Regions from separate parts of the Bos taurus genome. Here region 2 is linked to region 1. A link is a contact called in public Hi-C data. All regions are on one chromosome and are shown on one strand. The core of a region is the stretch at or near the end of the contact, and the rest is flanking DNA. Distances in the headings are between cores, read along the strand shown.

What was found. A called contact is a pair of places that touch in the nucleus more often than the background predicts.
Region 2: a contact with region 1 is called in a Hi-C map of skeletal muscle, with 6 times the contacts expected there. The contact joins the promoter of FBXO7 here to the promoter of PWP1 in region 1. A contact is called at or near these places in 2 of 11 Hi-C or Micro-C datasets (liver and skeletal muscle).

What each region holds. Positions count from the first base shown.
Region 1 is chr5:70,930,422-70,933,121 of ARS-UCD2.0, reverse strand. PWP1 (PWP1 homolog, endonuclein) reads right to left here and starts at 1,390. Exons shown (of 15, transcript NM_001046166.1): 1 at 1,190-1,390. The coding sequence starts at 1,261.
Region 2 is chr5:71,098,466-71,101,165 of ARS-UCD2.0, reverse strand. It overlaps FBXO7 (F-box protein 7), which reads right to left and starts at 1,313. Exons shown (of 9, transcript NM_001038059.1): 1 at 920-1,313. The coding sequence starts at 1,038.

The sequences.
Region 1 (2,700 bases), core at 141-2,640:
CAGTGTCCTCAAGTATTTGAAGTCTCTGGTCCCCTTTTAACAACTCTTGGTTCCTTCAATAATTTTTAATATATTATTTCCTGTCCCCATTCTATATGCATGCTCAGTCGTGTCCGACTCTTTGCAATCGGATGGACTGTCCTCTGCCAGACTCCTATGTTCATGGGATTCTCTAGGCAAGAATACTGGAGTGGGTTGCCATGCCCTCCAGGGGGATCTTCCCACCCAGGGATAGAACCCGCCTCTCTTACGTCTCCTGCATTGGCAGGTGGGTTCTTTACCATTAGCGCCACACTGAATGCCTACCGTGTGCCAAATGCTGGGGAAACTGGAGAATAAAACAGTCTATGTCCTGGTGGAACTGGCTCAATAACCTGAAACAAACACTACCCCGCCCGTTTTTTTCCTTAACATTTATTCCCACTGACAAAGTATTATATATGCACATGTCAACTCCATAAAGGCAGGGAGGGACTTATCCTGTTTTGTTCATGCCTATCCCAGGACCCTGAACAATACTGGGAACGAGAAAGCACTTCGTTAAATATCTGTTGAATAACGTAGGTAATCTCCTCGGCTACAGACTCAGTCTCTCTTGTAGGCTTTTCCCCTTCATAAAGTGTCACCGTTTACCTCTACCCCACCGCCCGCGGCCTCATCAACATTTCATTTGCACTACTGCGAGAACTCCTAATTCAATTCTCGAGCTCACGACACCGTAGTCTCCACACCAGTTTTTCTACACCACGGTTTTCATCCAGTTCATTCCTCCCCGCCGAGGGGAGGAGGGGAAAGTGGAGTTTCGCCCCCTTTTCCCGGTTTGCCTGAAAACGCACTAGGGTGGTGGGAGACTATGTGGCGTCGTCAAGAGGTCTCGATGGAAGTTCTCAGCAAGCACCATCCCTCCTCCTTCCACGAGGTCCACATGCGTGCGAATCGCGGGGTGTGGGGTGGGTCGGGCTCGGGTGGGAAGGGACGGCGAGGAGGCGGGGCCCAAAGGGCCAGGAGTCCCAGACCCTCGTAACCACAGCCCTAGCCACGACAAACAGGCCACAGCCGGCCCCACCCCACGTCATTCCCACCAGCGGCGCCAGGGCCGCGCGTTCCGGGTCCAGGTTCCCAGGAGGCGCTGACCCAGGATGCTGCAGAGAGGCTGCTCCCCCTATACCACGGAGCGACCGGGCCTCACCTTGTCTGGCGTCTCTTTGGCCACGCCGCAGCGGACCCAAGCCACGCACGTCACCTGGCGGCTGCGGTTCATGGTCCTCGGCGCAGCGACGCCTCACGCTACAGACTTGGCCCCGGCGGGTCTGGAAACCCCCTCCGCCCTTCGGCCAGCAAGCTCCGTGAAGGCCTCCCGGCCGCAGCTTGGGGAAGAGCGCAGGCGCCGGCCACCTGGTCCTTAGGGGTCGGCGCCCGCTTCTGACGTCATTCGAAAGCGGCGAACGGGAAAGGGGTGGGGAAAGATTTGGTATCCGAGGCAGCGGGGTTAGGAGTCCACGAGGGCTAGACTGCTGTGTACGGTGGTGTGAATGGGTTTTACAAGACATCCGTGACGATGTCTGCGGGCTTCGTGGGAGTAATGAATAAATAAATTGGAACTGTAAAGGTCAGAGCCAGATTTACACCAACCTTTATTTTGCCTCCATATTCTCAGAGCTGACAATGGTAGAGGTTTTAGGTTTGTTTTTAAAAGCTTTCTCCAAAATGAACTTTTTTTTTTTTTTTTTTCCTTCTCTGGCCAGGCGGTAGGGCTTGTGGAATCTTGGTTCCCCAAGCTCAGCAGAGCAGTGAAAGCCCCAGCCTTACACAGGATGACCAGGGAATTCTAAATGAATTATTTCAAGGAGATAGTTCAGCCATTACATTTCATTACATTCTTGCATGTTACTTATGTACTAAGTACAAGGTAGTGGTTGTAGCAGCAGCAAACACAGAGTGCTTGATATATACAGGAGGCACCATTTTAAGTGCCTTATGTAAACTTGGTAACTTCTTAACCCTTTGTGGGAGATCTTAGGGGGAATACTATCCTTCCCAAGGCCACACAGCTAGCAAGTAGCTAGGATACTGTCAACTACAAATTGGCACTTACCATGGGCACTTGCTTCCCTGGTGGCTCAGACAGTAAAGAATCTGCCTACCATGCGAGAGACCTGGGTCTGATCCCTGGGTTGGGAAGATCCCCTAGAGGAGGAAATGGCAACCCACTCCAGTATTCTTGCCTGGAAAATCCCATGAACAGAGGAGCCTGGTGGGCTACAGTCCATGGGGTTGCAGAGAGACACGACTGACCAACTAACACTTTCACACACTATGGACACTTGCCATCTACCTCTACAAGAATTAAATCATGATGGGCTTCTGGAGCTGCTGACCTTCAATGCACCGTGAGACTAGTTCAGGGTGGGGAGCAGAAATGAGGCTGTGTGCTGGGGAAAAACTGGCAGGACAGTCATCAGGTAGGTAGATATTTTCAAGAGCTGATTTTCTTGGCTGTGTGACCCTGTCTTGGTCACTTGCCCTCTCTGAGTTTTCATCTCTCTTCCCTACATCTGAGACTGGCAAGCAAAACAGGAGGGTGATTGCTATGGAGAGAGTGGTGGCAAAGAAAACCAGCAGCATATGCTCTGCTCCATTTTTATTGTCAGAATGGGCTGTCCACATATGGGGTCAATTTGTGGGCAGTTTGCAACACAT
Region 2 (2,700 bases), core at 64-2,563, 170 kb before region 1:
TTCACCTAAAAAGCCCCAGTGAACACCTCTTGTATTTTTTCTCAGCACAAATTCCAAATTCGCTAGCTCAGTATTTGAAGAGGACCACCCTCACTTTTGTCCCTCTACTCCCAGGTTATGGTCTCCAGGATACCCAGGACAGCCTCATCTGCAACCCCATAAATTCAGAATTTGATCCATTATTTCTCAACGTCACTGTCCCCAAACTGCAAGCTCTCCAGGGTCATCATAAGGCCAATGTTTACCATAGATTGCATTAAAAAAAAAAAAAAGCAACATCTTGCCCAGGAAAATATTATTATTTGAAACAGACCGAAATGCTGCACTTTGCAAAACTTTCCAGCGGGGAAGTCAAAGTGCCCACAGCCGCGCCTGGCAGGTAAACACTTAACGGAGTTTTTAAGCGGACTGCAGGCTGGCAGTCTGAAAGCGGTACAGGTTACAGGTGGCCTCTTATCTCCATACGAGATACGAAGCAGGTTTTTAACTCCTAACACTTTACAAACTTTTTCACTGAAATATTCCGACAGCTGGAGATGGTGAACTTAAATCCCTGAAAGCCTGAAGAGGTTTAACCTAAGCCTAACCCGTAATTTCCCAGCTCACATCTCAAAAGACTCGAGAATTTTGCATCTTAGCCTCTCCCTGGGTTAGTTTACTGCAAACACGGAAGCGAAGGCTCACCCTGGATGAGCTCGGAGCCCTCGGGACGCCGGGCCATGACCTCTAGGAGCCGGGACCCCGCGAGCTGCAACCCTCGTTCCCGCTTCCCGCCTGGCCCGCGCGCATCACAGTCCCGGGGTGCTGGCCCCGCCCGCTAGCCGCCCCGCCTCACGTGACCGCCCGGCGCGGGCCCGCGCCACTGGGCGCTCCTCCCCGCCCCACCGCCCCCCCCACCCCGCCTCTCCGCGGCGCCTACCTGTACCCCCAGGTGGGCAGGGCCTGGCTCAGGTACGCGCGCAGCTGCCCCAGAGTCGGCTCCACTTCTGGCATATCCAGCGGCCAGGTCCGCTTCTGAAGCCGGACCCGCAGCTTCATGGCGGCCGCGAGAGGACTCAGCGGCCCGGACCCCCGAGGCGGTGACGGTAACTGCGGAGCGGCCGGGGACCTCCCGCCTACAGCGGCCACTACCGTAGCTATGGAGATACTGAGGTGTAACCGACCGAGGACCCCGCCGAGCTGGTCTCTGGAACAGGAGCGCTCCGCCCCTTCTCTTGAGGGCGCCCCCTGGAGCCCACCGGCGAGCAGACCGCTGGAGGCCAACACGGGTCCAGGCCGCTCGGGAACTCACCATCGATGACTCGGCGCGCAACGGCGCCACCTGAGAGCGCGCTATGAGTTCTGCGCAGGCGTGGAGGCTGCCGCGGAGCGCCGGGGTCGCGGCGCTCGAGCAATGGTGTCACTTGTCTCCGCCTTTCCTAGAGAACGTTAACGCTGGAAGGGATACTGCTGCTGCTACTGCTGCTAAGTCGCTTCAGTCGTGTCCGACTCTGTGCGACCCCTGAGACGGCAGCCCACCAGGCTCTCCCGTCCCTGGGATTCTCCAGGCAAGAACACTGGAGTGGGTTGCCATTTCCTTCTCCAATGCATGAAAGTGAAAGTGAAGTCGCTCAGTCGTGTCCGACTCTTCGCGACCCCATGGACTGCAGCCTACCAGGCTCTTTCGTCCATGGGATTTTCCAGTCAAGAGTACTGGAGTGGGGTGCCATTGCCTTCTCCGGAAAGGGATGCTACAGATCAAATTACTCGCCACTCCGCAAGGCCAGGTGTCCTGGTTCTTACTCCATTTCCTCCGTGGCTCCAGCACCGTTCGCACCCATCAGCACCTTAGGTTGAACCCAGATTCTTATAGTTTCCCACGTTACAGCAAACTTAAAACAATTTGTAGGGACTTCCTGGTGGGCCAGTGGCTAAGACTCCGCGCTCCCAAAACGGGGGGCCCGGTTCAATCCATGGTAAGGGAACTAGATTCCACATGCGGCCCAGACCCAGGGCGGCCAAATAAATATTTATTAAAAAAAAAAAAAAAAAAAAAACCATTGTAGCCGGTGATCTATGTCGGAGAGTATATTGGCAACCTGTCGCTGCCTAATAATCACCCCAAAGCTTAACCGCTTAGGACAACTGACATTTTTCACACAGGTTCTGTAGATCGAAAACTTGGTCATGACTTGGCTGTTTGGTTCTGTCTTGGTCTCTCGTGAGATTACAGTCAAGATGTAGGTCAAGCAGCCTTGACCTGCAGTTATCTGAAATGTTGACTCGGGCTGGAGGATCTCAATCGCATGACTGTTGACCTTGGTTTTTTCTGTTGACGCCTTAGTTTTTCACGCCGTGGGCCTCCCCATTGGGCCGCTTGAGTGTCCCAAGGGCATGGTGTCAGTGTCCCTCACTTCCCTCAGAGCCAATGATCCCAGAGAGACCAAGGCAGAAGCCACAGTGTCTTTTATGATCTCATCTCAGAAGTCACATACCATCACTTCACTCGTTCAACCAAGACTTCAGTGTGGGAGAATCAACCCGAAGTCATGAATACCAATAGACAGGGATCACTGGGGTCCATCTGGGAGTCTAGCTACCACAGAGGGCCTGGCAATAATGACGATGATCACTTAGATGAGGAAAAGAGTATTGTCGCTTTTCATCCTTGTAAAGATAGCCATTTTCCAAATCCTAAAAAAAGAGTTGAATAACGTTTCT